Linked DNA regions of Drosophila melanogaster: regions 1 and 3 are each linked to region 2. The links are chromatin contacts, called in public Hi-C maps. All regions are on one chromosome and are shown on one strand. The core of a region is the stretch at or near the end of the contact, and the rest is flanking DNA. Distances in the headings are between cores, read along the strand shown.

Region 1 (5,068 bases), core at 1,899-4,398, 980 kb after region 2:
GCGCGCATTATCGGTTCGTGGGTGTGAGCAAGACAGCAGCAGATCCCCGTAAATCGTGCCTGCAAATGCACGTTGAAACTTATCGCGAGCACACAAACACATGAAAAGTGGCCACGGTGCTTTCGTACAGGGGCGGTTCCAAGGGGGTTCATTTGGGATATACATATGCGCCAAAATCTAATTCATTATATCAACAAAATATTATCGAAAGAATTAAGTTTTGTTTGCTGTTTTCTTTAAATTCCGAGAGCTTCCCCGCAAGCAGGATTTTTAATCCGCCACTGCTTTCGTGTCGTTTTTGTTGGGGATTTCTTTTTGTTGCTATGGCTTTTGTTGCATCGCTAGATGAAGTAGAACAAATACAAAGCTTATCGAGGCTCGCAGACGCACACATCTAAACGAGTGAGTCGAAAAGAGAAAGACTCCTATTGTGATCTACGGAATAAAAATGAACCTACAATTAAAAATAGTAATGCTGCTCATATTAGCTTGTTGACCAATGGACTACGTGACTGCACAATATCAGGGGCATTGCTTTGGCTGTACTTTCATTGAAACAGTCGCCAAGCGTAAAATGGGTTTTAGTTTTTGCATACCAGCTACAAAGTGTCAACTTTAATTGCGTCTTATTTTAATTCACTTGCTCGCTAGTTCTGGTCCGTCTAATTCGGTCAATTACTAATCAAGAATTGAGACTGCATGGGATTTTATTATGGATATTACACCATTAAAAAAATCTGTGGGGTTGGGAGGTGGTTTTAGGGGGTTGTGGCGGTTTGGTTTCGTTCCGCGACAACCTTTGAAATTATCGAATGGCTTAGCTTTCGCGAAATAATATTTTGACGATGGTCTTGTCTGCGCTGCGCAGAAAATAACGAAAGCCGAGCGCAGGCAAAAAGTTGTCTATCAACTTTTGCTTTCATTTTGTGGCGAAAATTCGCGCGTACAAAGCACAAGGCATAAATAACAATTGCAAAAATCACGTATGCGCAAAGAGCAGAACAGGAACATTCGAGCAATGCCTGTAAGCGAGAGCGAGACCACCATAGCTCTCCCCACACACACACTAACACTTAGCTATGTTAACTGCGGCCAACTTCACGGCGTACAGGCGTGTAAACGCTGGAGCACGCAATAAAAAGTTTGACGAAAACAGGGCGAAAGAAAATAAAATAAAAACTATATAGCTCTGTGCTAACATTCTGGATAATGGGAACAACATGGCGTCGTCGATATCGTTCAACTAATTCTCATCAACTTTAATTTCACTTTGCGGTCGATTTGTTGTTAAGTTTTTCCGACTAGCTGATGCGCATGTCAAAATTTTGGTAGAGACAACAAAAACACTGCACGGCATACACATTGCAATCCAAATGCGGAGGGGTGTGCCAAATCGAAATATGATTTTAATACTGATTTAGATAATCTCCTTAGAAACTCGAGCAAAACAAACTAAAAACAACTTGAAATTTAACAAAACAATTGCTTCGGGTTGGCAACTCTGTGCGAGGGGCATAATACGCACATCTACCTTCACGTTGCACAAAACGGAATCGAAAGCAAAACAAATGAACCCGCAAAGCTGTGCGAGCGAGCACGCTATACTGACGGTTAGTTGAAAAAAGAATATGCAATCAAATATGGCGACACACAGTATGCAAAAAAAAAAACCATACAAAATCGACGCATCAACAAATGAAATATTTATTTAACTGGCTCGACTCAAAATAAAATCTGAATTTCATATATATGTGATCCAATAGATATGTATAACCCATTCGACTGTATATTTTTCGATTCAAAATATTTCCGATTTGGGCGCGCACTCACATACAAACACACACACTAGTTTTACTCACCGTTTACTCTGTTATTTTGAATTTTCACTTCATTTTGCACAACTTAATTTAATTTAACGACAAGCTACGTGGTTTATTTTTTATTTCGAAACTTTATATTTCAATTTTATAAATACAAATTAAATTTGTATACACTTTAACACTGGTTCTTTTTTGTTCCGTTGCACATTGTTGATTTGCAGCATTTAAGTGATGGCGCGACGTTGTTTCGAACGTTTACTACCTGCACAAATTAAAATGTTTCTACTTTGATTAATCAATTTTATTATTATTAATACCGTATGGCACAAGAAGCAGAAGACAAAACGCGCAGGAAAACACATAAACTGGGATTGCTTAAGACGTGTGTAAGAGCGAGACGACCAGTCGGTTTGAGCAGACCATATAGCTAGTGTGACCGTTCTAGCCTATGGACAAGACATGCCAACTGACTATTATCGCCTATTTTATTTTGTTCGCCTGCCCTGCTTCTTCTTCTTGGTTTTTGTGTTGCGCTGTTTCCCTGTTTAGCCTATTACTACTGCGCCTGGCCATTCCGAAATGCTGTACGTACATATTTCGATTTCGCCTTTCCGCCTATTCGTTGATACCCACACAAACGTATATCTGTGCATGCCTTTCTACGTAGGTATGTGTAAAATCTATACACACGGATGTTGGCGCACATATACACAAAAAGTAAAATAGTTATGTTATTAACTATTTAACCACAAGCTATTTACATTTTAGGCACTTATTAATCCTATTTTCCAAAATACAAGGAATAGATACAGAAACGAAGACATAGTAGAAAAACAAACCTACAAGTAAATGACAATTAGTTGAAATTAACTTATTGGCCACCATACTGCCGAAGAGTGCGAAACTAATTCAGAAGCGAACCACTCAGCCAAGTAAACTATATTTTTTTGTAGAATTAGTTATACCTCTCCTACACTCACACAAATATTATATATATGTATATATAGACCGCGGCTAGTACACGTTTAGCGTCGTCTCGCTCCCACCTACGATCCGCACGTATTTTGCCTCTCACAATGTGTGTGTTTTCCTCTTTTCCAACACGCTAATAAGAAATCGTCATTTTTAAAAGTGCTTTTACAGCCAAACTAACATGTTTCACAGGGGAATTTCATAGTTCTGCGATTGCCGCGTTCGCATACTACGCTCCCAGTTATTTTCACAAATTTTTTGTTGACGTTTCGAGCACAATTTCCACACGTTTTGCTCACAACTTTCCGCTTCTAAAAAATTAGAGACTGACCAACCGAAGACGGTCACACTACAGCGGAGCGATAGATCGTTATCGCTCGACCAGGGATCCTATACTATTAGCCTTGCCGATATATATTTATTTATATAGTAAGACCGTTTTTCGTTTAGTATTTTTTAGTTTTTGAATATATTATCTAAGGTATCTATGGTAAATTTAAACGATTTAAAAAAATTCCATTGCGTTGCATTTATATTATTGTTTCGCCTGCAAAATGAAAACTGACATGACTACTATTTTAAATAAGTTTTTGGTATTTTATGCAAACTAAAAGAGAGCCACACTGCTGTAAATATATTTTATATTTTACATTTATTTACTTTGCTTCCATTTCTCAATGAAGTCAAATTGAGGTACTAATAAATAAATAAAGAGTTGTTGAGGTAGTTTCTGTAGCAAACTACGATTTATAAAGTATTTTTGAAAACATAGCCAACTATTTGTTGACCCTGACCCCAGTTGATAATGCAAATGTTCATATTTTAATTTACATAAAAGGGGAAGTGTCTGTGTGCCATGGAAACTAATGTGAATCCCCTGGCCGTAATCCTGGTTTACTTCGATAGCAAGGGGGATCGGTTACTGTACAGGTATCCGTACCAGACTCTCGGCCAAACGGAGGTGGCCAACGACGAGCAGCGGAAGTCCAGGTACTACCTATTAATTCAAAGGGCACTCAGCTTGACTATACCGATTTATTCAATCACAGAAAGCGCAATCCCTATGCCGTGGCCAATACGGACGATCTGCTGCAGACACCCACCCACTTGGGTGCTGCCAAGAGCCAAGGACAACTGCAGGGATTCGCAGATGAGGTCCTGTCCGCTCTGTTTGCTGTTAAACCACAGCTATGCAACCAAAAGTTTGAACTCAAACTGAACGACGTACGCTTTGTCAGTCATCCCACTCTGATACCGCAAAAGGAGCAGAGAAGTGGTCCAATGGCCAAGCAACAGATGCTCATCAACATTGTTTTTGCGCTGCATGCACAGGCCAGCTACTCGATTGTTAAGTGCTACCACGAACTGAGCAAGCGCCTTGGACTGGCGCTGAAGTTCGAGGAGCAGCGCAGTGGCTATCTCACCGAGCAGACGGCTCAAATGGCTCGCACACACGACGAGCAGCAGCAACAGCCGCTGGAACGCACACTGGAGCTGATTGCAGAGCGCTGCAGCTTGGCACAGGCCTTGCGCTCCATCTTCCATGATCTATGCACCACTGGACTGCTGAGTACCTCGCTGAATCACAACCTAACGTTGTGCTTCTGTCTGCCCGCTAAGGCACACCAGCTCCATAAGAAGGGCAGCATGGTGGATCCAGAGACCATAGATCGGTGCCTTCGTGCACTGAAGCCCTATCATGGCATGTTGCTGCTGGTCGACTTTGCCGAATTGTTGGACTGCGTTCCACCGACTGGGGCACGCATGCTATGGCAGCTAGTCGACGTCTACGACCCACTGATCAGTCTGCAGAGCATGTCCTCCAATGCAGACTTGAGTATCGAGCATGTTTATAAGCTCGTCTCGCATTTGGTCTACTGGGCTAAGGCAACTATTATTTATCCACTCTGCGAGACAAATGTCTATGTGATCGCGCCGGATGCACCATTGCACACCAAGTCCCACCTGGTGGAGAAGTTCTCGGCCCGTTTTGCCGGTATGTCGCTGTTCGAGGTGATCTCCGATTTTTCATTGCCCACTTCAATTGGACACTTAACCACGCCACTGCAGCAGCCAGCGCGACAGGGTATCCTCGCACAAATGGTGATTTGGATGCTGCAGCACCATTTGCTCATGCAGTTGCACACGTACGTTCAGTTTATGCCCAGCGAGGATGAATTCGGAGATTCGGCCTCCTGCAGCAACCATCTAAGGGATGCCATTAGCGATGAAGAAGGAGACCAAGAACCAGATGCGGACGAGTTGCATGGCTCCAT
Region 2 (5,138 bases), core at 901-3,400:
CCTGTTACCTGCCAAACCAACTTTCCACCGAAACATGCGGCAAATCGCATGATGCAAGACGCCTCAAACATTTCGCTAGCCAAAGAAGTTTGAGAAGTTTACGATTGTGTGCCAAAAATAAAGCACGTGCGGTCGCCTAAGAGAGAGTCGCCGGCAATCTCTTAAGTTAGTTTCTCTTTCGCCTTAGTCATTGACCTTTTGTTTGGGTCCTAAATATGTGCGCATTTTGTCGAAATCTTTAGCCACTTTGTTGTCACTGGCTATCCCATGTGCCAAAAGACATTAGCTCAATGATTTGTTTAAGCCTTTAATTGCACCTGATTTAACGGCTTTGTGGGACAAATACTGCAAGTGAAACTTGCCACAAACTATTTGTGTGCACAATAATTGTAACAAGGTTAAATGTCACATTGTGTTAACACGGAATAAAAGCTTTCGATAGGAGAGATGACCGTAAACTAAATACAATACAATTAATATCGTTCGATTGCAAATCAGGCTAATATATGATCATTTTAAGACAGTTTAGAATATTTGTTTGAAATATGTATATATGAAATATTGTATATGTATCCCTTAGGCAATGTCTACTGTATGCGCGGCGATTTCCGGTAAAATTGTAACTTCAAAAATGAGGAAGTCGTTGATAAGAAGCCGCAATCCCAGTTAATCTAATACTTTTTTTCTTTTACTGTAACTGTAAATCAAATATCAATTAATTTTACAGCCGTTTGTGTATGGAGATTTATGGGGCTAACCGCAGCTGAAGAGAGTTACGGATTAGTTAGTTAGATTACCCAACGGAGACCCCATTTAATATAAGGCTTCTTTTGTTGCTCATTTGACGACGATTACTCCAATGGATTCGGCGGTCTTTTATGCGCCAAAATGCTCATTAATGCAAACCGAGCGACTTTTGTTAAACACTTGAGCGGATTATCATGAAGTGTAGTTTCGTTGGTGGATTGTGGGGTGGGGGGTGGGTATGGATCATCGCCAGGCGCGTGCATTTGACATTTCAAACTGTGATAATTCAATTGTGTGAATCGTGAACCTTTAGTGCCCGACCGACTGACTGGCTATATGGATTAGCAGCTGCCCATCTTTACCTCCCTCGCGACCGCCATAAAAACTACTACAAATAATAAACAAAGCAAGTGTAGCGCCTCCGCTCAGTTTAGTGGCTCAGCCAGCGGGATGGGATCATTTTGGATACGTAGAGCTCCTCTGGTAATCTAATTGTAAAAGAGACACACAGGGCGCTGTTTTTTTTTGTATTATTCGCCGGTGTGGTGGTGTCGCCACAGCCACAATTACAGTGCTTTCGGTGGATCAGTTCGGGCCCCCGTTTGTGGTTGATTAACTGTGATTTCGTGTGACTTTTATTGTCGCCTCGTAGCTGCGGGATATCAGCTTTAATACACTTTCGGAGGGTATTCTAGCTATAAGCTCAAGAAGAAGGATATGGACATATACATGTCATTAACATCTATTGATTCATCAGATTTCAATGTTTATTCAGACGGATGTCTTAACTAGTTGATTAATTTTTAAAATATATGATCTTTTTTAAGTTTAATTTTATTTTATTCTGCTATTTTTGAATTTTTCATTTCAATTTGATTGTAATTTTAATAAATCGGATATGATCACTTTTGCACAGGATTTGTAAATTCTCTCATAGTTTTTATAGGGTATTCCAATTTTAGAACTCAAAATTAACCCTTTCTTTCTTGTTACTTTTTTTTAACTCCCCCGCGCCGCACTTAATGTGTATATTTTGAAAAAGAAAAATATGATGGATCACTTCCATATGCAATTTTCGTTAATATTTCGGTGAGGCTTCATCATATAATGCCACGAGTCATAAGTTTTCGTGATTACCATTCCACAGGGTAATATAAATGTACTCAAACTTGCGAATGAACATTGTAAGTTTTATTTATAGCTGCAGAACTTTGTGCTATTGCTTTATTAAATTTAATGTAATTCAAATATTCACTCGCTGCGCTTTAAATATTTGCTTATGATATTTTCACGCAGTTAAAATCCCTGGGAGACTACGTTTTGAACCGTTTCAGCATTATTTTTTTACCCGATAGAGGGAGAACCGTTACCCATTCGCACTGATAACCCGATGCAGACTGAGTCGAGAATTCCATCCGTGGGTCGCTCTTCCGAAAAAGCTTTAATAATATAATACAACAGAAAGGTAAATAAATATGTAAATCTGAAAATTCGTTTTCATTTTTTAGACAATTGTTCGCCTTTGTGTGCGTGTATGTGTGTGGATGTCGGAGGTGAACGACAACCGACAAACAAAAACATAAACAAGTGTTTGTCTCTTTGGATGTGCTCCCAATGCAATACGCATGTCACATTCTCCCTAAGAGAACCAGATATTGAAGAGAATTCGTTGCAGTTGCATTTAGAATGCACTTACTTCTCATATACGCTTCCGATTAAAACCATAGTTCTGACCCATTAAAAAGTTAAAAAACAATAATTCTTTTCCTAACCCAAATTGACAGCATGAAATTAAATTTCCTTACCAATTTACAAAAACTTCAAATAGTATAATATTCTTGACACAATGCAAAAAAACCGGAATCCTTTTCAGTTCTATTTTGTTACCCCAAACTGTAACCTTCTTTGTGTGTTCTATCTTTAGTCAGCCCTGTGCCTCCCCCCTTTTTCTTGTACATATATGGGGCAAGTGTATCAGGACCGCCACATGGGTTCATTGCACCAGGCTACTGAGATAAATTTTAATATGTATTTACTATTTACATATATATAGCACAGTACAAAACTTTAAAACCTAACTAATCGCCCAGCGCCGGCACCTTGAATATCTTGGCCGTGTTGTCCTCGGATACCGTTAGCAATAGATTTTCCTGAGGCTTGTAGACAAACTCGTAGATGTGATAGTAGTGTCCCGTCAGCGTGAATTTCAGAATTCCTGTGCGTGCGTCGAATGCGTTCAGATTTCCCTGCGAGGTGGCCGCAAGTATCGTGTGGTCGTTCAACCATTTGATCCTGGAATAATTAATGCAATTAGTAAGCAACAACCAAATTAAAAGTTAAATCAAAGTTATAATATTTTTTACAGTTTTATGCGGTGCTCACCTTATGACAGCATCATTGGGAACTGGATTTTCGCATATGGTACGCAACGCTGATTTGGCATAGTCCCAGATGGATATCCTGCCGTCCAGCGAGCCACAGGCAAAGAGCTTTAGATCCGCCGAGGAGGGAGCAAAGGCCAGACACTCAATTCCGTGTTCCGACTGGATTGTGCTAACCGGACCGTTGTTAGTGCAGAACAGCATTTTTCCTGAACGAAAATAAATCTATTAGTTGCCGTTTATATGCAATGGAGAACATGATTGCTTTTACTAATAGTTTTGTTATGGAAACTGGTATTATACCGAATTCCTTTACCACTGGAGCACTCACCGGACGCCTCAGCGCAGACGTAGAAGGGCGATTCCCTTTCGCAGGCCACCACCGCGTGCGTGATCTCGCCGAAACCCATTGGATGCGATTCGTTTACGTCAATGAGCACCTGACAGCTCTTGAGATCCCACAGCTTTACGGATCCGTTCACGTAGGCCGTGAACAGCTTTTTGCCATCCCCACTGAGCTCTCCGGACTCGCAACGCGAAGATTGTCCCGGCAGGATTTTGCATTCACCGCTGGGTATGCGGAAAACGAAGACCTCTCCGCTGTCACTACCCGCCAGCAGGATGTGGGCAGCTCGATGCCAGAAGAGCCAGGACATGTCGCTCATGGAGTACTCCCAGATTTTAGTCAGGATCGGACGTTCGTCGTGCTTTTCACTGACCTTGAAGACAAACAGATCGCCGGCTAGATCACCGGTGGCCAAATAGACGCCGTCGTGACTGAAATGCGTTTCCGTGACGGTGTCCTTGTGCTCCGTGATCTCGTAGAGGACATCGCCGGTGGAGGTTTCCCAAACGAAAGCTCGATCGTCCTCGCTGCCCGTCACCGCCCAATTGTAGTTGGGATGCAGACTGCAGGCGAAAACAGGAGCGGTGTGCTTCTTGAAAGTGACCGTAGCTTCGTCCGTGATGGCTGCTATTCTCTCACGGTCACGTAGCTCCTCCTCGTCCTCCTCTTCATCATCATCGCCACCGGCCATTGCAAGCCGGGCCTCCAGTTGCTCCAGCGTCACCTCCTCCAAATCGTCGTCATCTTCGTCCAGCGGCTGCTCCTCCAGCTCAATTATCTCCTGGAGTTCGTCGTCGCCGTCATCGAAATCTGGCCGGTGTGGCGGTGTGTTGTCACGCATTCCTATTCTCTTAATGGTCCAAATAGCAAGTTAAGCTGCATAAAAATAACAATTAAATGAATGTATCACACGTGCTAGAAAATCAATGGTCTGGCAACTCGTTCGCCAATGTTTTTTAAACATCGATTGCTTGTTGGGACTATCGACTTCGTCGATTATTTTTTTAGCCAAAATACAGTGTTGCCAAATGTCAAAAATTGAGCGGAATTTTCAAATTGAAGCGGGCTATGCTGACACGTTCATCTTGGTAGTAAAACGTAAGCAGGTTTCATGATAAAATCAAACTATATTTTGGGGGTGTTATTTTTAATTCATTTAATGCAACAACAAATTGCAATAACGAGGAAGCCGATTAGGAACTCTAAAGTAAAGGTTTATAGGTTTGACCTAAGATGTATTGAAATTTGTTTTTACTTTGCGTTTGTTTGATCCTTATGCACAAATGAACAAAAGATGTTCTTAAAGCTTAATTATATTTAACGATGTTAAAAATGTCATTAAGCAAGTACTTAAATTAATGCTTAGTATATATTAATATTATATGGTATTATTACTATATTGGCTTTAAAGCATCATGACTATCTTTGAATTTCAATTATTTAATTTATTTTTGACAGCCTGAACTCTATTCATCAATTCATCAATAGAATCTAGATCACCAAAATCACATTCAGCATCGCATAGATCGGCTCTATGTTCAGTATTCTCCGCCTCCTTTTCCAGGGTTTTTATTTGCTGTTGTAGCGAAGCGATTTGGTCCAAAAGTGTTTTTTCGGAATTCGCTATTTGTTTTGGAAAATCCATGGCTTCAGCCTCAAGCTTA
Region 3 (4,992 bases), core at 2,280-4,779, 550 kb before region 2:
ATACGGTGAGATAAGATTGTTGATATGCTTGAAGAGACTTTAGAATGATAGTTTATATTATTAAAATAATGCCAAAATAGAATACTGATAGGCTCGAGCTAACAAAACAAACGCTTTTGGATGTGATCTTTCAAGGAATTCAGCTATCTAGCCATGGATGATATCTAACCGCGATCTTGATCTTACTTCCCAGACCATTTGGAGGGTATTACGGCGGCGACTTCCCACAGAAACCGATAATTTCTTGTTATGGGCACACACAGGCATTTGAGATACTTATGAGGTAATTGAGCGCACGCCCCGGGTACGGGTACATTGTACCGCTTACGGCGGGAAAAAACGCAATGCAACAAAACCAATAAAAACTGCACGCGCATTTTCCCGGGCATTGGGCCTATTTCTGTCCCTCCGGCTACATTGTCTACAAGTCGAGTAGTCGCCGGCGCGCATTTATTATCTCCCAATAGTAATGACACTGACGAGCCATACTCTATTTGACTAGCTGCAAAGTGCAGCAGCAGCAGCAGCAGGCAGGCAGGCAGGCGAAAAAAGTCATTACTTTGCATTTAGACCAGCTGATAGCAGCCTCTTATCAACTCCACATGTGTCCTCCTCCCAAACTGTAATAGATTCTTTTCTTTTGTGCTCGCCCAGCAGAGCTTCCTCTACACAGCGCGCAAAAGTTGAGAGCGAAAATTTATGAAACATATTATACAAATTTATCGTTATAAAGAAAGCGACAGAAATTTTAAATTACGTTGAAATGTATTACAATTTTTTTGTTGTATTGAATCCGTTGCTTTTTAAAGCTAATTTTTATCAAAGTGAAAAACATTTTATTTATTTATACTTGAACCCGGACCATTTCTAAGAAAAAATCACTAAGTACGAAAAAAAACGACGTTATTAATTGAAACTGATACAATTATTGTAAGTATCTACTAAATTTGATTTTGATCTGTTTTTTTTTTTTACCGTGTACAACAGCAAGAACAAGTGAAACGGACGGACTTGGGCTGAATGGACGGGCGGACGACATGTATTCATTACTGTTTCCGCAGCGATAAGCAATAGACGACGGCATCTCCATCTATGAGTACTCCGCAAATGAAGCTCAGCCCGGCACATACTCATTTCATTATATTGAAACAATTCACGATTGCAGTACGACGAGTAGTTCAAGTTGCGGGGGTGATAGTGAATGGAACTACGACGACAAAACAACCGAAACAGAAATCGTTCGCTAATGATAAATTTCTTTTAATTTCTTGGAAAACTTCAATTATCATTATCGCCACCCAAGACAAAACAACTTTGTAGGACAGCGAAACTTCTAAGTTATGAACAGAAATGTTTCCTGAATGCCAGATATAGTCGCAGTCGCTTATCAAAAAAAACCATGTAAATTGATATATTCGAACACAAAAAGTCACTAAAAATTGTCTTTCTCCCAAAACGAGCACGTAACTGCCAAGATAAAAAGCCTTGAAAGCTGCCTTTTCCTTTCGGCACTAGAGGGTTTGTTTGATTCGGTCGTATCGGTCGTATCTATTTGGCAAAGTTTTTTTTTTTTTGTTTTTCTATTGAGTAATGCCATTGGGTTCGGCAATCCAAGAACGTCCTCCACGAAAATGAAACCAAAACTGTGATTCTGGGTGTGTTGTATATTACGGTGTCTGATGTCTGGAAGCCGGGCAGTTCGATTAGATTCTGGTTTGTTTTTTTCACTATACGGTTATTTTTTTTTTTTTTACATTCGAAATTTTGGTGGTGCGGTGAGCGGACATTTTTATGAGGTGGCTTGGGACAGGTTTGATCGTAGGCCAGTTTGTCGGTGATCGGTATTCTCTCAGGTGATCGCATACATATACATATAAATGCGAACCACTTAATATGCAGAGAAAGAAAAGAAAACTGGCTAAATTCCGTGGGACCCTGGAGATCGAAATTCGTTTCTTCATTTTCCTTTTCTCAAATCGATCATCATACTTAGAATTCAGCTCATGAATAAGTTCACGTTTTTTCTCCCCAACTGATAAGCTTAATGTGGGTCATTAAAGTGTTTTTCTTTAGATTTTTTAAAATGCAATTTCGTTTCGTGGAAGCACGACTCTTGCATGTTTAAAATGTACACCGAAATGACTTAATAATCGTATTGAAGATGTCTCTGTAGTCAAAGATCGAAGTTCAAGGAGTTCACCAAGTTTAGTTGGGGCATTGCCACATAAAATTTAGTGAGCTATAATATACATATAAGAGCTACCAATGTATATCTCGGACATTTTCTTATCGTTGCGTTCGAGTTGTCGGCTTTAACTTTCACATACTCGTATAGCCCATATCAAGCATACCTGCTGTAATAAAAGCTCTCAAGTATCAATGGTTCTGTTCTGACTGATATAATATGGGGGTACAAGTTGCTTTTCGCATTTTTAATTGTGCTCGGGAGTGGTAATTTGAACACTTACCGGATCTAAGTCGGAGTCCCATATATCTTTGAGGTCGCCATCGTAGAATTCCATGGTTGGCGCTAGTCAGATGCGCTCTAAGAACTCTTTTAGTTGTTTTTTTTTTATTGCGGTTCGGGGATGGTGTGGTATGGTTTAATTCGGTTCCACTCGGTTGCAGTCACACTAATTTTTCTACTTTAACCCACTTAAGAACTGTCTTCTTATAATTTTTGTAGTTTATGGTATTATACTATTATTTTTATACGATTTTGCTGACTGAAAAGTGGCTCTTTCTCCGCTCTTTCTCTTTCTTTATACTTTATCTTCTTTATTCCTCGTGCGCTCTTCTACCTCTCTTTCTCTTTTATTTTTTACTTTACTTTTTTTCCGTAAAGAACAGTTCTGGGTGATGACTGTTGGTTGCTTCTTTATAACACTTATTAAGGGGAAACCTGTTGCTTCCAGAGAATGTTTTCACTTGACATTGTTATAGTCTGCGTGTGTGTGTGTGTGTGTGACTTTTTCGTTTGTATGTGTATACCGGGCATTCATTCGTATTGGTTGTGGTATTTGGGGTGTATCTGTGTACGGATCTAACTTGGTTTACAACTGTCGGCTGGATTTAACTTGTTGCATGCGCTTTTCTCGTCGGATTATATTTGGCGTTAACATTAATTGAATTATTAACTTTTTTCCCGATTCGGAAACGAAACACTCGATTTTCATAGAAAATAGTTATTATATGTATGTTTAGATTCAACGTTGATAACCATATAATTTTAGTTTATTTGATTTTTCTTTTCGCTGTACTGTGTTTTGGACTCGATTACGATTTCAATTGATTTAATTGAATTTTTTGATGTGTTTTGTGTGTGAATGGGCAGTAAACCGCTTTAGAAATGGCTTTGCTCGGCCCGTGTATAATAGCATTTAATATGTGTAGTTAATATCGTTAACTTTAGCAATAATATTTGTATGTTTGGATGTATGGGATGGTAGCACACAATTAGAATAAACTGTCCGTAGTGCGACTGCAGCCAAAAACGGTACTAAACTAAATGTCGGTGAAATTCTTGTGAATGCGAACGAACGAATCGAAACGTCAGTCCTCTGCTGACGTCGCTGCCGCCGCTCAGTCGCTCTCTTTTCCGCTACAACGCTTTGTCTCTCTTCCGCACGTATAGCGCTCTCTTTCCGTCTATCTCTTTGTCTCTCTCTCTCTGCGCTTATAATGCCGGCAATTTCAGAATTTCATACAGAAAACCTCGAACAATTGATACTTTTGTAATAAAAAAAATAACAAATTTAAATTAAGGATATGATGAATTGATGTTTCCTCATTAAAATGAGAAGAGAAAAGGTACAATAAATGGCCTAAATATACTCTTTCAATTTGAAAAGATCGCTACAAAATAACATCGTATTTCTAATATCCTGTGTTAATAGTGTTATTGATTCGTTAATCTACGGGAAACGTTTGGGGTTGTTGCTTTTCGTTCCCAAAGGTCAACTAATCACATACCTTATGTTACATTTGCTATAGTTTAATTGAATTTATTGACTTCTTAACGTGTTTGGGGTAGTTGTAACTGAAGACTGAAGCCGTGTACTATACATTTCAAATATTGTATTCCCATGGTTCTTGGCCACCAATCTACCCTTGATACTGTGTAACATGCGGGTTAGCCGGCATCGAATCCGAATCCAAATGCGATAGTATCCGACTCTCTCCCGAAAAGCGTGCTCTTAGTGAAACTTTCACGCTCTTTGGGGTTTCGAGAAGTGAATGTAAGTTGATTGTCGTAAGCCGGCTTTGACGTCGTTTTGAGACCGGAGATCGGAGACCAGGGGCCCGAGATTTGAGATTTGAGACCCGGAGCCGCATAGGAAAGGAAAACAAGTTTCTTCCGACGCTATGGGCTGCGTCGACGTCAGCGTTGCGGCAACATTTGTTAACCTGTTTTTTATTATAGATTTTGTGTTGTTGCTGCGAGTATTTGATTTGGCCCGAATGCACGATGGAATAGGACGGGGGGTGTACCCCGCTCTGCAACCAGACCCGACTTTGGCTGCTGCCGCTTGGTAACACTCGCTCCGTTGATCTTGTCAACTTGACCAAGTTATTTGAACTATGCACATGTGCAGACCATAGAGAGTCGGGCCATTCCAACACAGGCGGGCCAAGCCGAGTCATTTGAAGGCTGTTTGCCGGAGCTGGGAGCCAAGAGTTTTGTTCGGAGATCTTTGAGAGCCAGAGCCTATGGATATGGATATGGCTGTGGGGATCTTTGGGGCCTGGCCTGGACTTATGCTGCTGCTGCTGTCGCTGCTGTTGCTGCTGCTGCTGCTGCAATGCTGCGACGACGGCGACGACGCAAAGTGAATGTACTTTCAAACCAAAGATCCGGTTTAAAGCTGCCCGGGCAACAGATACAGCGCAGACAAACGACGATGACAACGGCGATGTTTTCACAAAAACGCTTGTGTAATACATATGGAGAGGCATAGGTATATGACTATAGCTCCGTGCTCCGTGCACGTC

Evidence for each region. Hi-C and Micro-C count contacts between places; a contact is called where the count stands out from the background.
Region 1: a Hi-C map of the Kc167 cell line shows a contact between it and region 2, with 2.3 times the contacts expected there. A contact is called at or near these places in 2 of 107 Hi-C or Micro-C datasets (the Kc167 cell line and eye imaginal disc).
Region 3: a contact with region 2 is called in a Hi-C map of the S2 cell line, with 3 times the contacts expected there. A contact is called at or near these places in 3 of 107 Hi-C or Micro-C datasets (the Kc167 cell line, the S2 cell line and eye imaginal disc).

The regions. Positions count from the first base shown.
Region 1 is chr3L:14,000,207-14,005,274 of dm6, reverse strand. It overlaps upSET (upSET,), which reads right to left and starts at 3,148. Exons shown (of 8, transcript NM_140424.2): 1 at 2,974-3,148; 2 at 1,860-2,082. It overlaps Nprl3 (Nitrogen permease regulator-like 3), which reads left to right and starts at 3,395. Exons shown (of 3, transcript NM_168570.1): 1 at 3,395-3,485; 2 at 3,631-3,782; 3 at 3,842-5,068. The coding sequence starts at 3,649.
Region 2 is chr3L:14,982,112-14,987,249 of dm6, reverse strand. mnd (minidiscs) reads right to left here and starts at 2,150. Exons shown (of 5, transcript NM_168601.3): 1 at 2,096-2,150. It overlaps CG5114, which reads right to left and starts at 4,415. Exons shown (of 3, transcript NM_140474.4): 1 at 3,460-4,415; 2 at 3,130-3,337; 3 at 2,764-3,039. The coding sequence starts at 4,315. The coding sequence ends at 2,826. CG3349 reads right to left here. Exons shown (of 2, transcript NM_140473.3): 2 at 4,818-5,138. The coding sequence ends at 4,907.
Region 3 is chr3L:15,533,932-15,538,923 of dm6, reverse strand. CrebA (Cyclic-AMP response element binding protein A) reads right to left here and starts at 3,529. Exons shown (of 6, transcript NM_206374.2): 1 at 2,469-3,529. The coding sequence starts at 2,522.